Linked DNA regions of Mus musculus: region 1 is linked to region 2. A link is a contact called in public HiCAR-type data. All regions are on one chromosome and are shown on one strand. Each heading gives the region's core, a stretch centred on a gene start, on an enhancer-like site or on the middle of the called end of the contact. The rest is flanking DNA. Distances are from core to core; before and after follow the strand shown.

What was found. HiCAR-type assays count read pairs that join an accessible place to other places.
Region 1: a HiCAR-type map of astrocytes shows a contact between it and region 2, with 5 times the contacts expected there. The contact joins the promoter of Fosb here to the promoter of Dact3 in region 2. A contact is called at or near these places in 5 of 39 promoter capture datasets (cranial neural crest, frontonasal cranial neural crest, hippocampal neurons and 2 more) and 4 of 115 datasets of contacts at active chromatin or transcription factors (astrocytes, embryonic forebrain, forebrain and 1 more).

Annotation. Positions count from the first base shown.
Region 1 is chr7:19,307,097-19,312,408 of GRCm38.p6, reverse strand. Fosb (FBJ osteosarcoma oncogene B) reads left to right here and starts at 2,364. Exons shown (of 4, transcript NM_008036.2): 1 at 2,364-3,103; 2 at 4,969-5,289. The coding sequence starts at 2,978.
Region 2 is chr7:16,872,435-16,878,083 of GRCm38.p6, reverse strand. It overlaps Dact3 (dishevelled-binding antagonist of beta-catenin 3), which reads right to left and starts at 2,767. Exons shown (of 4, transcript NM_001081655.1): 1 at 2,411-2,767. The coding sequence starts at 2,659. It overlaps 9330104G04Rik (RIKEN cDNA 9330104G04 gene), which reads left to right and starts at 3,198. Exons shown (of 2, transcript NR_152128.1): 1 at 3,198-3,872; 2 at 5,171-5,649.

The DNA.
Region 1 (5,312 bases), core at 1,115-3,614, 2.4 Mb before region 2:
TGGAAAGATGCCAAGCTGCAAAGGAGATCCTGACAACAGACCAGCTATTTGGAAGACTCAGAACCTAGCCAAGCTGCCTGCAAGAGGTTTAGACCAACTAAGACATCTGGAGAGAGCACCCTCCAATCTGTGGAGCAGTCTTCAGGCTCTGCAGGGTGCTCCAGGCTCCCAGCTTTGTAAGCTGTCACTCATGCTGGGGCGGGCTTGGGTGACGCAGCTGTCTTTGAGTGACTTCTCCCGTAAGTCACCCCTCACCCATGCACACTCCTGTAAGTAACTCTAATAGAAAATTCATCGGTTCAGCAAATTGGACTTTGGTCTCTTCTGAGCTGGCTCCCTGTCTAGGGTGAATGGACATGTGTGTGTGGCATCTCCCCTGGAAAAGTTTTCTTTCCCTAGGCTTGGCCTGGGGTCTCCCAGGCTTTTTGCAGTTGCTGGTGGCATCCTTCTTAGTGGGTACTTAAGAATCAGGACCCTGGCCAGCGATGCAGCAGCCGTTGGCAGAGGGCTCCCCTAGCATGCAGGAGGCCCCTGGATTACATCCCCAGTAATAAACCAGGCCTGGCGACAATATAGAGGTGAGAGCAAGATGTTCATTGTCATCCTTGGGTACATAGTAAATTCTAGTCTTTGTTTTAAAAACAAACAAACAAACAAACAAGCAGGACATAAGATCAGATATGCCTGGCATGGTGGAAGGTGCCTTTAACTCCAACACTCAAGAGGTAGAGGTCATCCTGGCCTACAGAATGAATTCCAGGCCAAAGGTGGTACATAATGAGACCCCATCTCAAAAACAGACAGAGAAAGGAGGAGGGCAAAGGGTAGAAAGAGGAGGGGATGTTCACAATAGGGGGAGGGGATGTTCACAATACGTGTATATATATTCTTTCCTTCTGGATGTGGATAGAACCCAGGACTTCACACATGCTAGACATTCATTCCACTTTAAGCTACATTCCCGCCCTCACATCCCCTTTTGTTTAAATCATTAATATTGATATTATTATTATTATTATTATTATTACTACATATGAGTACTGGTTGTTTTCTGTCTTTGCATGCATGTGGAGATCAGAGAACAATTTTTAGGAGTCATTTTTCTTCTTCCACCGTGAGTCCCAGGGATGGGACTCAGGTTGTCAGGTATGTGTAGCAAGCTCCTTTACCTGTGAACCATCTTGCTGGGGCTGATACCTGCTGATTGCTAAACACATGCCACCGATTATATTAATGCACTAGTATTTTATTTATTTATTTTTCGAGACAGGGTTTCTCTGTGTAGCCCTGGCTGTCCTGGAACTCACTCTGTAGAACAAGCTGGTTTCGAACTCACAGAGATCTCCCTGCTTCTGCTGGGATTAAAGATGTGTGCTGCTGCCGCAGCTGCCACCACCACCAGACACCACCAATTATTATTGTTCAATTATTATTGTATACACACTTTCTTTTCTGTCTCCTGAGCTAAGTGGGAAGGAGAGGCTTCCAACACCATCAAGCCTGAAGAACTCACCGGGTGTGGGTTCCTACCTGCTCCAATTCTGCAGGTCCCCCAGATTCAGGGACCCGGAAAAGCCACCTATCCTTTGCTTAGCTATGAGTACTGAAGTTTTAGATCAGGGAGGGAGCACATTTTCCAAGCTCACCGAGTCACACAGAATCCGTGACAAAGCTAGTGGGGAGGGGACTGCATCCTTACCCATCCCTACACCTGGAGATATCACAGACTCTCCAATTCCTCCTGAGCCTCAGTTTCCCCACCTAGACTGATTATACCCCTCTCGCCAGAATCTGCACTGGGGACCTTGCTCTTTTTCACCAGCAGGGGCGCTGCACCGGTTTGGGGAGGGTGGGGTCCCAGGGGTATAAGCAGACCTGGGATCTGGAGTTGCACCTTCTCCAACCCGGGTCAGCAGGGGCCTTCTGAGGGAGTTTAGGCGCCTGTCAATCTCAGCCTCCGGGACAGCGTGGAACTGCGCAGGCGCGGGCGGGTTCCGCACAGCGCAACAGCGGGCGCGCGCAGGAGCGAGGGATTCCCTCTGACGTAATTGCTAGGATACCAAACAAACACTGGGCCGCGCTGGCCGAGCTCCTTATATGGCTAATTGCGTCACAGGAACTCCGGGGAGGGCGGGGCGGGATCCCCTCCCGCGAAGCCCCTCAGAACGCAGCCTTGGGGACCCCCGAGACCCCCAGGGTCACACTATGGGCAGGTGGCAGGTGCACGAGGCCCTGGAGGGCGCCACAAGGAGCTCAGTCGGCGGGAAGGGAGAGTTTGGGAGGTTTGTGCATGGAGTTGCGGGTGACGCAAGCGCGGGGGCGGGTCCCGGAGGCATAAATTCAGCCCGGCAGCTCCCGGTTTCATTCATAAGACTGGAGCGGCTACGCCGGGGACACGCGGAGCCGGGGCTTGCTGGACTTGACTACTGGTGACTCTTTCTTTTTCTTCTTCTTGGAGGCCGTGAAAAATTTATATATATATATTTATATATATTTTTAAACTGGAGAGAAAGTTTTGTGGGTTTCCTTTTTGCAAGACTCTTTCTAGATCGTTCTTCCGATTCGTCCGGAGGATAGACTTTCTTTCTGTGGGCTTCTGGATCGCGCCCCTCTGCTCTCCCTCATTTCTTGGGACGCTTCGACAGGATTGGAACTGCATCTGAAGCGCACGCTGCACCGCGGCACTGCCCGGCGGGTTTCTGGGCGGGGAGCGATCCCCGCGTCGCCCCCCGTGAAACCGACAGAGCCTGGACTTTCAGGAGGTACAGCGGCGGTCTGAAGGGGATCTGGGATCTTGCAGAGGGAACTTGCATCGAAACTTGGGCAGTTCTCCGAACCGGAGACTAAGCTTCCCCGAGCAGCGCACTTTGGAGACGTGTCCGGTCTACTCCGGACTCGCATCTCATTCCACTCGGCCATAGCCTTGGCTTCCCGGCGACCTCAGCGTGGTCACAGGGGCCCCCCTGTGCCCAGGGAAATGTTTCAAGCTTTTCCCGGAGACTACGACTCCGGCTCCCGGTGTAGCTCATCACCCTCCGCCGAGTCTCAGTACCTGTCTTCGGTGGACTCCTTCGGCAGTCCACCCACCGCCGCCGCCTCCCAGGTAAGTTTTAGATCGTAAAGATTCTACTTTAGTGGTTGGGGGGGGGGGTGTTTCTTTCAGGCTAAAGTGTAGATTGAGCATCCTCTCAAATAGAGACGCGCCAAAACCCAGGATCTGGGATTGCAATAGTTCGGTTTGCACTTTGGTTTTTTGTTGTTTGCAAACTGCAAAGAATGGAGTGATGTTTGCAAAAGGTTATTTGCGCGGAGCGCGGGAAAGGAATGCAGCTGGGCAAACGTTGGCGATGCCCGGTGCAAAGTATATACCCGGTGGTTAGCAGAAGCTGAGAACTTTTAGCCGAAAGCCGGCTCCCTAAGCCGAAGCTAGGCAAGTAGGGGAAGAAAAAGAAACAAAAAATTCCAGAGAAGCTTCCAGGAGCCTCCTCCTCTTCCCTCTTCCTTCAAAACGCGGACTGCAAGTCCGCAGTCACCCTCCACCCAGCAAGAGTTAGGGCCTCGAACCCCGGTCACGCTGCCTCCGCCTCCTGCGCGGAGACGTAACGGGGGACCCGTGCGTAAAGGCTGACGCGCTGGAATCCTCCGTCTGACGCGGGGCACGCACAGCGCGCAGCGCCCCCTCCGCCCGCCCCGCCCCTGACGTCCCGGGCACGTTCTATTTTGGAACGCCGAGGCCACGTTGCTAAGGGAGGGGGCAGCGTGGCTTTGTGATTGGCTGTCGCGGCGCGAGCTTTAGCCAATCAGCGTTCCCTTCCTATTTGTAGAGCGTAGCTCCCTTCCTTGCTTTTTGTGGTTCTTCCCGTGCTGGGGGTCTCCAAGAGGGAGAGCTAGGGGATTCTTGTCGCGATCGGGGGACTCGTTGTCACCCCATGGGTCTGCGAGGACCTTGTGTGGACCTGGTCCTGTTGTCATAAGCTAGAGGCTTTTGGCTGAGTGTTAGCGCCTCTAAGGGGGAACTGAAGGCCTCATCCCTTCTCCAGGCACACATATACGTGCTCCCTGAGCTCTAGACACTCAGTCCTTCCGAGGTGTTCAAACACTAGATGAGCTAGCCTACGGAGAGGCAGCCAGGTGGTCTCTAAAAGGTCTGCCTTCCCTTAGTTCCCAGGGCTCTGATTGGCCAGGGATTCAGCCCTTCCCTCGCCACGCCCCCTAGAGTAGTTAAGCCTCTAGGATTCCACTTGCGGGAAGGGGGGGGGGGGGCGTGATGGACGCTTCTTGGGTTCGGGGACGCAGATCCTATGTCACCCCATCCCCTGCAAGACAGTCTGAGAGATTCTCGCTGTCACTTTTCTCTGCCTATCAGTTCACTGAAACCTGTCAGTCTCACTGGGGAAGAGACAGACACTCGGAAGGGATGCTCTCAACTCTTAGGCCGGTCCCCCAACACCGTTGGAACTGGGATCTCCGCCCCTGCGGGAGCCCTCATGCAGTGGGGGGTGTGTTTGTGTGTGAGTGGAGGAGAGGAAGGCTTGGGCTAAGGCCTCTCCCTCTCCCTCCCTCTGTGGTGGGGGTGGGGTGTTTTGGCTGTATGTGTGTGTGAATGTCTGTGGCTCCATCCCGGGAGGTTTGTCACCAGGTTCTGTCCAGCCTCCTCTCCCACCCACCCCCCCACACCTAAGAGTCACCAACCCGGGGTGTGATTCACCACCCGCTGGAACCGTGCAACCTTTCCCCGAGGAAGAAGGAGGAGGTAGAAGGCAGTTGAACAGAATCTCTCATTAACCACTGCGTCACGGTGTAGTGGAAGGGTGGGTGTTGTGGCTTTTTGCCTGTGACACACACATCCACACCCGCTCACCCTGTGCTCACTCACAGGGGTCGGTGTGTGTTATGTGTGTTGGGCGTGTGTGTGTCGGTGGCTTTGTTTGTGTGTCTACGCCTGTGTGTGTATGTCTCACCCCGTAGGAGTGCGCCGGTCTCGGGGAAATGCCCGGCTCCTTCGTGCCAACGGTCACCGCAATCACAACCAGCCAGGATCTTCAGTGGCTCGTGCAACCCACCCTCATCTCTTCCATGGCCCAGTCCCAGGGGCAGCCACTGGCCTCCCAGCCTCCAGCTGTTGACCCTTATGACATGCCAGGAACCAGCTACTCAACCCCAGGCCTGAGTGCCTACAGCACTGGCGGGGCAAGCGGAAGTGGTGGGCCTTCAACCAGCACAACCACCAGTGGACCTGTGTCTGCCCGTCCAGCCAGAGCCAGGCCTAGAAGACCCCGAGAAGAGACAGTAAGTATGAGGCCTCAGGAGTT
Region 2 (5,649 bases), core at 1,518-4,017:
ATCAGTTGTCTTTTTCAGCACTTCATCAAGGCCAGTTTACATTATTACAAGACAGTATCTTACAAGGAATAATTTCTAACACTGCTTGCATAATTAAAATTATATGTAAAATGATGGACTTTTGGGGGAGTGATGGATTCCATAACTGTCATCTCAGTTTTTCCACCAGGGGGAGGAGTCAAGAGTTGGGGAACAGACAGCCTGAGTTCATCTCTAAATGACCTGTTGTCCCCAGAGACTTCTTTGCCCAAATGTCCCCATATCTTTTTTCCTCTCTTTACATTCCGGTGCCCTTTCATCTATGTTAAGAAGTCCTGGGCTGGTGAGATGGCTCAGTGGGTAAGAGTACCCGACTGCTCTTCCAAAGATCCAGTGTTCAAGTCCCAGCAACCACATGGTGGCTCACAACCATCCGTAACAAGATCTGATGCCCTCTTCTGGTGTGTCTGAAGACAGCTACAGTGTACTTACATATAATAAATAAATAAATCTTAAAAAAAAAAAAAGTCCTTCTGCAAGTCTAACCCAAGTCCTTCTTGCTGGAAGGGATATTTTTCCTTCCTAGGAGCAACAGGACCCCTCTATACACAATATCCACTCCCCTCTCTCTGCAATACTTCCACTCTGAATGTGACATGCCCACATCATGTCTCACAGAGTCACCAAGTCTAACTTCGGGGTTTTCTGTTTTGTTTCATAGGGGGTGTTTCTGAGTGATGGATGGAGATGTAGGTTGTCTTATAAGACAGGGGGTTTCTGGAATCAGGAGTGACCCCACTTCCTCTTCTGAAAGACCCAGGAGCCCTCAACACCTGAGGTGTTTATATTTAGCGCTTTTCTACTCCTCCATCAGGCAGGCTCCTGTCCCAGCCTTCCACCTCCTCCTCTTTGAGGCCTGGCTGAGAGCCTCTACTGCCTACATTGGGGAAGGGGTGGAGTGTGAGGTACAGGTCTGCTCTCCCATCACCACTTCATGCTAACCAGGAGGACTCAGCACTGAGAAGAGGGGCAGAGAGTGAGGAGGGAGAGAGGCCAGACCACTACTGGTCTGCAGTGGTGCCTTCTCCCACCCTCTTAGTGGACTGGATGGAGGGGTCTGGCAAAGCGCAGGCAGCGGAGGGCAGGGGTAGCGGCTGAACACCTCCCCTCCTCGGTAACTTTTGGAGGGGGCGGGGCCTCCCACAGCTGTTTCTGCTTGGAGAAGAATGTGTAAGGTCTCACTCCCTGCACCGTCAGGCCGGTTGGGGGTGGGGCTGGGCGTCTGGCCTCAGCCCCTTTCCCCATTTCCCATCTGGGGAGGGGGCAGCCGAGGTCAGCAACAGCCAGATCCCCGTCTCCACCCCCACAGCCTCGGCTCAGGTTTCCCTAAACGGGAAGCTCTGACCACACACATGTACACACATAGAGGCTTAGGTACCGGGATGGGATGGGCCAGGGGAGTGGGCTGGGGGAAGGGAAGAGAGATGGAGACAGACATTAGGCAGAAAAACATTGAGGCCTAGAGACAGACCACGACCCCATTTCTAATCTCCTCTGTTTTTGGAAGCTTTACAGGTCTTGGAAGACCATAGAGACAGAGACTGTGTTAAGGAAATGAAACAGAGATGCTGGGGTATGGAAAGGTTGGAGCAACAACCGGAAAGGGTCTCCAGACTCAAGGAGTGATGTAGGGAGGGAGAAAGAGCTGGAGCCTTTTCAATTTGAAAGTCATCATTAGAGTTCCTCGGCGAATCATACTCTCTCTCCCCTCACTCCCTAGCTATCTTCACCTGGCCTCCCCGTGTTACTGAGCCATGGGACCAAGTAGAAGAAAGAAGTGTCATTGGGTTGATCAAAATGCCCCCGGGGGTCCTCAGGGACTGTTCGGGGGTTTCTCAGCAGCCGGTCTCTCTCTCCAGAGGCCTGAAGATTCCCCTTCCCCCACCCCGCCCCCTCCAGGGATCTCCAAGCACCCCGAGACTTAAGGAAAGATGAAGATGGATTCCGGGTAGCGGGGCCCAGAGGGAGGTTATGTTTGAATGCCGGCTGTGTGACCTTGGGTGAGTCTCTTCCTGTCTCTAAGCCTCAGTTTTTTTCTCTGTAAAATGGGGACTTTCAAACCCTCATGAAATAGGAAATCTGTAAGAAGACGAATGTTTGGTTTAACACACACTAGGCATCCAGGACGGTTAACAGGGTCCATGCTGAGTCCAACGGAGGCCGTGCATCCTCCCTATCAGCTCTATTTGGGGGTAGGAAAAGCCAGGTCTCCAGTCTTATCTCTTTCCCCCTGCCTGCTCCCCTACCCTAGGACCGGTGTGCTGAGCATACACTACCAAGACAGACAGACGGACACAGGAGCAGGGAGGTGGGGGAACGAATGGGGGAGGGAGGAATGCATGGATGGACGCACGGACAGGCGACCCCTCACCAGCTGCTCCTCCAGGGCTGCTGCGGCCCTGCGCGCCGCTGCCGCATCCTCGTCCTCCTCGGCGTCCTCCTCGTCCTCAGCCTCGGCGCCCCCCATCCCGGGCTGGGCCAGCCGCAGCGCCTGCTGCACGCGGTACTCCTGCCTCTCTCGGAGCCAATGCAACTCGCAGAGCCCGGCCAGGCTGCCTTCCAACCATCCCCGCAGCCGACCCCGCTCCGGGCTCACCGGGAACGAGAAGGCCCGGATCATGGCTGCGGCCCCCCGCCCCAGCCCGGCCGGGCCCCACGGCCGCCCCTCTCGCCGGTCCCACCTCCCCGCCCCAGCAGCCCGCCCGCCCGCTGGCCGGGCTGTCACCGTCTCATCTGCATAGGCGCCCGCCCATTGGGCCGCCCACCCGCGCCTCATCTACATGACCACGCCCCTGAAGGCACGACAACGACCTACTATTGGTTGTTGCCTTCCGTGACGCAGGGCTCCGCCCCGCCCCATTTTTCCTTAACAACGCATGCCCAGGACTACCTACGGGGGTATCAGACTCGCCACGCCCCTTTGTGCGGCGATCCTGGGGCTGTGGCCACGCCTTCTTTATAATCACAATGAAGCAAGCCCGCCCTTGCTCCAATTTCATTGGTGCCAGTCGCTTGGTTCTGGAGCTGGTTCCGCCCCCTTGCGGGCGAGCGCTGGCTGCCATTGGGCTCTCCAGGTCCAGGGAAGGGTGGTCTATAAATAGAGACTGGATCCACGTGACAGCTCCGCAGCTGCTCTTGCCGCCCCTCCCAAACTTTCAGCTTCTGAGTCTGCGCAGAAGGATCATCAGTGATGATTGAATCCGGATCACGCCTCCTCTTCCAGGCAGCTTTCCCAGACCCTCAGAAGTAAAGCGGATTGAACATCTTACGGTTTGATTATGCTTTTAAGCAGGACCTGTTCAAACCGGCTCTGTAATTCCATCATAGGGGAGGCTGAACCAGGAGGAGAATTGAGAGTTCAAGGCCAGCCTAAACTACATAGTGAATTTCAAGCTAGTTTGGATTACACAGCGAGTTTCTGTCTCATCAAAACAGCACATTTACGGAATTACAAGACCCTGGGTGAAATATTCTATGCTTTGACCAGAAGAGAATCTGAGGTCTTTTTTGTCTTCCAGGTGCGGTGGAGCTGAGTTCCACCAGTCTGAGCTCGCAGGGGCCTTTGTTCACGGTTCTAAGAGGCTTTGTTCTCAGTCTTCTGAGATGCTCTGTTCTCAACGTTCTGAAGTTCTAAATCTGAGCCTGCCTGCTTTCGAAGGCTGCATTCTGCCTCTTCTCACTGGGCAAGCCGGGCTAGCGCCCCCTCACGCGGCCAGCATGTGTCACTACACCCGGTGTGTCGGCAACGTTTGTGAAATAGCCCATTTCTCAGACGGACCTTTGACTCCTTAAAAGCTCAGATCTGGAAGGGAGGATGGGGCCGTAGAATCGCGGTGAGTTCGAGGCCAATCTGGGCTAACTATGACAGCCTGTCATTGAAAGAAAAATATAGTGTGAAACTGTCTTTTATAATGTTTTATGATCATCTGGCAATAACCAACTTTGATGTGGTGAGTCTATGCCACTTTAAGGCAGAGTAACACTAGGAAACGTATTTGGTCTCTCTGTGCTCTTCATCTACATCTAAAAAAAAGTTATTCTGAACGTTTAACAGCATAATTATGTTTTGTTTTGCTTTTTGAGGGTTTCACTAAGTAACCCTGGCTGAACTGTAACTATGTAGACCAGACTGGCTTGTTACTTTCAGACCACCTCTGGGTTGTATCTGACTCCCCCTACTCCAGTGCTCGTATTAAAGGAGTGGGTCACCACGTATAACCCTGTTATTTTTTATTATTTTTTTTTTGGAGTAACAGCTTCTACCACTCATAAAGAACTGAGTCTTGGGCATGGTGAGTCATATCTGTAATCCCAGCACTGGAGAAATGGCTCCGTGATTTAAGAGTGCTGTTGCTCTTCCAGAAGACCTGGGTTCGGTTTCTGGCACACAGAGAGAAAAAGAGGCTCACAGTCCTCTTTAACTCCAGCATCAGAGGATCCACTGTCCTCTTCTGGTCTCCTCAGGCAACTGCACTCTGTGCGTGAGTGCACACATACACCACACACTGAAATATTTAGTCTTGCTGGGCAGTGGTGGCGCACACCTTTACTCTCACAGCACTTGGGAGGCAGAAGTAGGCAGATTTCTGAGTTTGAAGCCAGCCTGGTCTACAGAGTGAGTTTCAGGACAGCCAGGGCTACACAGAGAAACCCTGTCTCAAAAATTTTTTTAAAATTTTTTTTTCATGGTGCCAAGAGTGGTGGCTCAGGTCTGCCACTCTCGTGCTCTAAGTGATTAGGCAGGAAGATCTGCAGGTCCAGACTAGCCTGGGCTACATGGCAAGACCAAACAAAAGACTGGAGATGAGGCGCAATAGTTGAGGCTTTGTCTAGAATCCTACTAGTTTCAGCCCCCAGTACATGAACAGTCATGGCAAATGAAGCCTCAGTTTACTCTCAGCTGTTGGAGGGTTGAGGGCTAAAAGTTGCGGTGACCAAGCAACTGGAGAACTGGGCAGGGATCCAGAGTTAGAAAGGACAGCATGATGGCAGGAACCCTCAGGAGACAAATGTAGGTGGGTAGTGAGTGCTAGGCTAGCCTGGTCTAGTGAGCTCCAGGACAGCCAGAGCTAGGTAGAGAGACTTGGTCTCTAAACAAATTAAAATAAAAAAAAAAATCCTTTCCCCACAGCCTCAGGGCCAAGAAGGAAAAGCTGGAAGCTTCGATGCTCTGATCCCCTAGCCACACCTGCCCATGCTCTCAGACTGCCCCAGGCTGCCCTATTTCCATCCCTTCCCTGCCTACTCAGGACTGTCTCCAGGACTCATCTGTATGTCCATGCAATGGTAGCAGGGCCCGAGGTGTCATGGTCACCACCGCATACCCCGAATCACTGAGCACACTGATAGAAATGGGCAGGGGTGAAGGAGCACCCAGTGTGTCAAGAAGTCATTGCAACAGAAAACACTCAGGTTGGGAAGGCAGCTCAACAGGCCCAGTGCTCGCCGTGAAAACATGAGTGAACTCAAGAGTCCCGGGCTCCATGCAACAGGCCAAATGCAATGGTTCCACGATTGTCTTTTTAGTGCTGGGGAATGGACGCAGGAGGAGCTTGATGTCCAGCCGGTTAGTGAGCTTGAGGGTCACCAAGAGACCCTGTTTCAAAAACG